2 separate regions of the Xenopus tropicalis genome follow, and region 2 is linked to region 1. Evidence: chromatin contacts called from public Hi-C data. All regions are on one chromosome and are shown on one strand. The core of a region is the stretch at or near the end of the contact, and the rest is flanking DNA. Distances in the headings are between cores, read along the strand shown. Region 1 overlaps gse1 (genetic suppressor element 1). Region 2 has its middle 16 kb from the start of fam92b.

Region 1 (4,076 bases), core at 576-3,075:
CCCCATCTTCCAAGGACTGATCCAAAATGGCCTTTAACTACATCCTGACCCACTAAATGTAGATATGCTAAATCTTAGGTTAATTCGACAGAGAGCTGATTCTGGGACCGCCAATAAACACAGGCCATTGTCTTGGCCCGAGTGCAGGCACACTGCATACTTGAGCAGTTGCTCAAGCCCCCAGGCTAACACAATGATTCCAGGTACAGGCACAACGATAAGCTTTTTGAAGAGTACGGGTGAATTCTCTGCCTGCATTTATCTACAGTTCGAGAATCCGCCCCGTGTGGCTATAGACTTACAGTACTGGATTCATTACTGAGTTTTCTTTTCACTGATACAGTTCTGGATCTGTTACTTAGAAACCCATTATCCAAAACAATACCAAATACTGCAATACTATTCCTACAATGTGCTGAACAAACAAATCTTTTTAATGACTTGGTTTTCCTCTGTAGTTATTTCTGCCAATGGAAAAATATTCATTTTTTTTCTTAAGGTATTTTAAGTAGTCTCAAGAAGACACAGCATTCTCCACGTTGAAAAAAAGCCTCTTATCTAGAAAACCCAAGGGCCAACTACTAATAAACATTACATAATCAATAACAAATACTGTAAAATAAATACATACATCTGTTCATTGTGTGCTTACTATGACTTCTGAGAGGGAGGAGATGTTAGGCACACATTAATCCAGTTTATGGATTTGTTTATCTCTCAACATGACTTCAATGGAAGTCTCTGACTGCACTGATATTTTTCTAATTTATTCCTTCCTTATAAAGTTACTGAAGCACTAACTAAACTTTTATTGGGGAGAGAAAATAGCACATAGTTGTTTAAGATCATAGTCTGATAAAAAAAAAAAATAATCTTTTTATTTTTACACAGCAGTAGAACTGCACAGCCCACATCATGCTTCAATGTTTTCTTCAACCCAAAACTGATTAGTAATATAAACCCATATGTTTTTATTTAAAAAGATATTTTTTAAAAAATAATAAGAGAAGAAGTTAGAAAGTGAAAGCTTTAAATTCCTTGTCGTGTGATCTTTCCATAATTTGGAATTTAAGTTTGCTAAAAATCATTTAAATATTGAATAAACCCAATCAGGCCCAGATTTGTGGCGAGGCCACAAAGGCCCGGGCCTAGGGCGGCACAAACTTAGGGGCGGCATGCTGCCCCGCTGCAGCACGCGCCGAGGTGGGGTTAGGGGGGCGCAGAATCGGAACGGCCTTGGGGCACGCGGTTTAGAAATCCGGCGCTGAACCCAATAGGCTTGTTTTGCCTCCAATAAGGATTAATTATACCTTAGTTAGGATCGAGTACAAGGTACTGTTTTTTATTACAGAGAAAAGGGGAAATCATTTTTAAAAATTAGAATTATTTGCTTATAATGGAGTCTATGGGAAATGGCCTTTCTGTAATTTCTGTAACTTTTCAGGATAACGGGTTTCCGGATAAGTGATCCCATACCTGTGCAATGTTGGATATGACTGCTTTTTTGGAGTCAAGAAGGATTTTATTATTTTTGAAGGCAAATGGACAGCTTCAGTTGTATTTTCTAAGGTGCTTTCCTTTGCCATAAAAAGCCAGTGATATTACATGTGGAACTGTGCTGTGATTTGGTGACTTAGAGTACAGTGGGTTTGAGCCATGCTTTTTTTTTTTTTTTGATATGCGCACACACTCACACCCTGTCACTGTTTCAGCAAGTTATAAGGGAAGAAAGCTGACTGTGGGTGGGAGGGAGGAATCCTGCTGAAATCAGAGCCTGAGAGAATCTAAGTGTCAAGGGCAATCAATCAACTCTGAGGCAGATTACCGGCATTCCAGTGCTTCTAGGCTCGCTCCTACCAAAGGCTGAACTGGGCCAGCCACAACAAAGGTCTGGCTATGTGCCCAGGGAAAGAAGAGAAAGCACAGTGTATGTGTGTATATATGTGTGTGAGCTAGGAAGGAAGGGTAAAACAAAGAGGGTGGAGGGTGTTTGGATGCTATTCCTAAAATGTCTGCATGTTCTTCCACATCCTTAGTGGCTCAGGTTTCCATTGGCGGTGCCAGACAATGCAGGACAGATAGGAGAAAGAGATGTTCAGAGCGTCCTTTATCAAAGTGTTAACCCATTATGTTCTAGGAAAAATTTACATCATGAAGAGATAAAAAAATATTATTGCAAATGCAAATGCTCACAGAATGACTTTTATATTACTAATCACTTCACTATTCTGTCTGGCTTTTCCTTAAGACATAACTAGAAGGGGTTCAGCCATGTCACAAAAGATGAAGAAAACAAAGGCCAGGGAGGGGCTCGTAATATAGAATGTGAATATTTCTCTACAAAAAAAAAAGTATCTTGAAGGGGAGGGGGAAAAGTATATTGAAGAAGAGGAGCCTATTGTCATGGCTTTGAAGTGGAAAAGAAAGTGGAACTATTTACCACATGCATTGCCTATGTACTCTAATAAAATATTTTAAAAATATATATATACATATATATATATTAGGGATGCACCGAAACCAGTTTTTTGGAACCGCCGAATCCATCCCAATGGATCCATCCCAGATTTGCCGAACCAAATCCAAATTAGCATATGCTAATTAGGATCCAGAAGGGGTAAAAATCACGTGCGTGCACCAAAAAAATTTTGTGCACTTTTATTTTCCAAAGAGGGAACCCTGGACGATGGATATTCTATATCTACAACTCCAGAATTCATAATTTGCAGACATTACATCCACGGGGGCTTAATAGAGAATATGACCTGTATGCATTTATCTAAAAGGAAGCATTGCTTAAAGAAAGTATTTCTGGTATTATATAACAATTTTTTCTTAAAGGGGATGGCTATGGTGTTGTAAAGAGGTTATAAGCATATGTGTCATCTTGCATGTGGATACCATGTATTGAAGATTGTGCGATTTTCTTTTTTCTTGTTGTTACAAATTTGCTTATATTAGGAATGTTACATGTTATGCACTTTTATTTTCTGAAGGGGGAACCGTGGTCGATGGGTATTCTATAAGTAGGATTGTGAAAAGAGCTTACAATCTACAAGGAGAAAGGGTTGAGACACAAGGTGTGGGAATGGGCACAGGGTGTTGCTAAACTAGATTAGGGTAAGATTCTCTGAATAAATGTGTTTTTAGAGAACTCTTGAAGGCAGAGAGATTGGGTGAAAGTCTGACAGTTTGTGTGAGCGAATTCCAGAGAAGGGGGGCAGCCCTTGCAAAGTCTTGAATGCGAGCATGTGAGGAGGGAATGAGAGAGGAGCAGGTCAGTAGAGGAGCGTAACAAGCGGGTTGGATGGTATCTAGAGATGAGTTCAGAGATGTAGGGTGGGGCAGAGTTATGAACTGCTTTAAATGTGAGGGTCATTAGTTTGAATTTTATCCTGGATGGTAGGGGAAGCCAGTGCAGGGATTGGCAGAGCGGCATGGCAGAGGAGGAGCGGTTGGAGTGGTGTATGAGCCTGGCAGCAGTATTCATTATGAACTGGAGAGGGGACAGTCTTTGGAGGCCAATTAATAGGGAGTTACAGTAGTCCAGGCGAGATATTATAAGAGAGTGAATAAGAATTTTGGCAGCATCTTGGGTGATAAATGATCGGATTTTGGAGATATTTCTTAGGTGAAAGTGACATGATTTGATAAGTGATTGGATATGAGGAGTGAAGGACAGGGCAGAATCAAGGATAACCCCAAGGCACCAGGCCTGGGAAGATGGGGTGATGGTAGAATTGTTAACCGTTATAGATACCTCGGGAACAGTGTGGGCGTTGGATGGGGGAAAGAGAATCAGTTCAGTTTTAGAGAGGTTTAGTTTAAGATAACGTTGGGACATCCAAGTGGAGATAGCGGACAGGCAGGAAGAGACGCGAGTTAGAAGCTCTGGGTTTAGATCAGGAGAGGAAAGATAGATCTGAGTATCGTCAGCATAGAGGTGGTACTGAAAATTAATTGATTAATTTGCCAAGTGAGGAGGTATAGAGAGAAAATAGTAAGGGGCCCAGGACAGAGCCTTGAGGAACCCCGACAGAAAGAGGCAAGGGAGAAGACGATTCACTATTGTAAGA
Region 2 (3,697 bases), core at 265-2,764, 67 kb after region 1:
GTACTGAAAACATCCTGCTTACTTATATTTGGGCTCTTTCACATAGGGTTATATTAGTTAGATTTATGTTTTAATTCACATTTTATTGATATATATATATAATTATAATATATATTTTTATAATATACCATACATACATTTTTCACAATAAAAATGTATTTTCTTTTATAGGGTTGTATAATAGGCATTGCTTTCCAATAAATCATCAAGACGGTCTTTGCATTTCTTCTCTCTCTCTATATGATGTATGCAAATCAAGACATTACTGGTAAGTGACCAACTATGCTTATTTTGCTGATTACTTGTAAGCTCTACGGGGCAGGGACCTCCATCCTCTTGTGTCTTTGACTCTTAACTTATTGCAACTGTTACTGTATCTTGTATTTATTTGTATTTATTGTTATACTTTGTATTTATCTATTATCTTATTAACCCCCTGTTTGTATTAATGTATTCTACTGTACAGCGCTGCGTACATAAGTAGCACTTTATAAATAAAAATATACATACATACATACATACATTACATTACATTTCAGAGGGGTGATTCAAGTACATTTTTGAGTCCTTTTTGTTGCATATGATGATAAAATATGATAAAGAAAGGAGATCTTATATCTAAACTCTACAAACTGCTGGGGGTACAATAAATAGTAAGGATTTTTAATCTTAATGTCAACATTCAAAACTGACAAACAATCTGATTGCTTCTGGTACCTATTATTGAATTAGTAACAAGACTGCTTAGTCCAACATGCAATAAGAAATGAAATGGAGATTATTCTGTAATCCCTGGTGGGCACAGTCCTAGCTAACTCTTGTCTCTCTGTTTTACATGATGTTCACTGGCAGACAGAGCACTGCAAAAAATCCTTAAAAACAAAATAAAAACATCTACAGTAACTGTGTGGATAATGCAATACACAAGGAGTGCAAAGCAGGGTCCCGATCAAGAATTAATGTATACATTATGTCATATACTCCATTTGCACTCCTTGAGCTTCATACCTTCTTTTCCTTAGACCATCCGCTCTGTTGAGCAGGACCCTCTTTTTACCTTCTGTATCGGTTACTGTTTGTAGTTTTGAATGTAATCTGTTTGTTCTGTGTATTCACCTGTGAGGACAGCACTCTCACCAGGTCATGTTTCAGTATCATTATATACAGCAGTGCAAAAACATCAGAACTCTAAATAAGAACTACAGTGAAATAAAACCCATAATGTTCACCTTTATTAGATGAACCCCCCTTAAACGTTAGGGCAGACACCTCTTTCTGAAACAAAAGTGTTAAAAATAAATAGGGGATGTCCCATTTGCTGGTCTGATCCTGATCTATTTGTTTCCATGGAATGTATTTGGTTTCCTGGGGCCAGCACCCTGCAGTTTCACTGCTCAAGTATTTCTAAAAGGCTAATTCCTCAAAGAAAGCATGCCTGGCAGGAAGTCTCCCAAACGCTGGCTCCCTCCCAGGGCTTCTATTCCCAGCATGAGATTATCACTTGTACTCAAGGCCAATGGGCAAAACAGATGTCTGCAACAGATGGAGAAATCATCCCCTTGTCCAGGGTGCTTGCTACACAGGCATATTTAAGAAATGAAAGGCCATCACATTCCTGGGATTCCCATTGCCCAGTGAAAATGAGAGTTAGCAGCAATATACACATCTCTATGTGCCAGTGGAATGGTCTATATATATATGTATACTTAGCAGTGTGGAATTCACATTTCAGTTCTGCTCTGTTATGCTGATATGATGGATGACACTTATATGTTTTCTCTGACCCTGACCTTGTCGCTGCTTTCCTTTCCTGTTCTTTCTGGACTGTGCCAATTCCTTCTAAAAGGGAGAGCACAGAAACAACAAGCTGTCCTGGCTCACATCATGGAGTTGACTAAGGTATTTAAAGGAGAAGAAATGGTGAAATGACTGGGTGGATTAAGATTGTGAACCTGATACCCCAGGTTCCTATTAGCAGATAATCGCACCAGCCCGGGCTACATGCAACCTAGCAATCCTCTTCCTTTCTTCTCCTTTTCCTGAGATCACGGGGCCAGCACATTTGCAGTAGTGTGGCTTTTCACTTTACTGTGCATCTGCAGTTGGCGTAGAGAAGAAGACAGAAGACGATCGCTGGCTTGCATGTACCCTGGTCCGGTGCATTTTTTTTCTAACAGGAGCAACAGCCCACGGTATCAGGTTCTGAATAGGGGGCCCCAAGGCCGCCCCCTTTTGCCACCCGCCCACCTTGACCGGCCTGCACCTTTTTCCACCACATGTGCGCATGCTAAAGTTTCTGTGTGTTTTCTCCCCATTGCTCCATATTCGGGCAAAATACCATTGCTGCTGGGCGACATGCCGCCCTCCACAAATTTGGGCCTGTAAGTGAATACAATCAAGGGGGGCTGCCCAACATTTTAGCACCCACCATGGATTCCACCTTTCCTTCTCCTTTAAGCATTTAAAGTAGAACTAAAGCCTAAAATGCTGTTTTTTATATACTGAACTTACTGCACTAAAGTTTTAGAATCTCTATACCAGTAATAATTCAGACCTTCAAAATTGTGCACAGGGGGTCACCTTCATACTTAGCATGTTCTGGGCAGCTGTGGAGAAGCTAAGCTTAAGGATTGTAGCAAATCATCAAGCAGAAAATGGGGTTCTCATATCATAGAAGCCAATACTACAGAGCTAATTATTACATTCTGATGTAAATTACACTGGTTTATGAGCTGCTATATAATCAAAAGTGAAATTAATTGCTAATTAGCCTTGTATTGTGACACTTTTTGTGATATTTTGTATATGCAGTATTTGTGAGTCAGTCCTTAAGCTTAGGTAACTGACAGAAGCACAGAGCATAGAGCAGAAGAAAAGAAGATGGAGAAAAGAAAGGAAGATGGAGAGCTCCTTGAAGCATCTTCAGAGGCACAGATCTTTACTGCTAAATTTCTATGGTTGCCCGTGGTTAAAAAAAAAAGGCCAAAACATAAAATGTGCAGCATTTGTAGCCTACTTCTTTGTTAAGGGAACAGCACCAGCCCAGGGTACCTGCGAGCGAGTGTCTCCTCTTCCTGCTTCTGTCTTCACATGCTTGCGCATGCTCATACACATACGCAGTAGGGTGAAAAGCCGACTTTAACAAAAAAGTCTGTTTTTTTCACTCTACTGCGCATGCATCAGCCCAGGGATTCCGAAGACAAAATAAATAAGGAAGAGGAAACTCTCGCTGCAGGAACCCCCGGCTGGTACGGTTTTCTCCTAACAGGAGCACCTGCCCGGGATAAAAAGTAAGCGATTAAAGTCACATGGGGGTGCCTAACATTTTGGCACCCCCAAGTGACTTAGCCTTTCCTTTTCCTTTAAAGACCAGCAATCATAATTATATGAATAATAATATTGTACAAAAATGTTATATCTAGTATCTTATTATTTCAAAAATAAAAGCTTACACAAATTGCTTGTTTACATAGGACAGTTTGGGATGTGGTATTCCTGTATTTCCAAATGGCTTGGATAAGTTTCCATATAACATATCCCATAACTATCACTATGATGTTGCTTGACATGCCTGAATGGGCTGCAGGCTAAGAAGATATTTAAGGTGGCCATACATGGGCAGATTTAAGCTGCCAATTAACTCTTTCAGACCAACTTGGCATCTCATCTGCCCCTGTATGGGACCCTATAATGGCCT

Evidence for each region. Hi-C and Micro-C count contacts between places; a contact is called where the count stands out from the background.
Region 2: a contact with region 1 is called in a Hi-C map of neurula embryo, with 2.6 times the contacts expected there. The contact joins two enhancer-like sites. A contact is called at or near these places in 2 of 5 Hi-C or Micro-C datasets (neurula embryo and tailbud embryo).

The regions. Positions count from the first base shown.
Region 1 is chr4:65,156,501-65,160,576 of UCB_Xtro_10.0, forward strand. The region is part of intron 1 of gse1 (genetic suppressor element 1); the gene reads right to left. Among named protein-coding and RNA genes, the nearest start is that of gse1, 27 kb to the right of the region's middle. Within about 2 kb of position 1,826, at least 3 of the 11 cell types and tissues checked have an H3K27ac peak or open chromatin away from gene starts, as enhancers often do. A contact at or near this core is called in neurula embryo, where this site is marked.
Region 2 is chr4:65,223,632-65,227,328 of UCB_Xtro_10.0, forward strand. No RefSeq gene overlaps it. Among named protein-coding and RNA genes, the nearest start is that of fam92b, 16 kb to the right of the region's middle. Within about 2 kb of position 1,515, at least 3 of the 11 cell types and tissues checked have an H3K27ac peak or open chromatin away from gene starts, as enhancers often do. A contact at or near this core is called in neurula embryo, where this site is marked.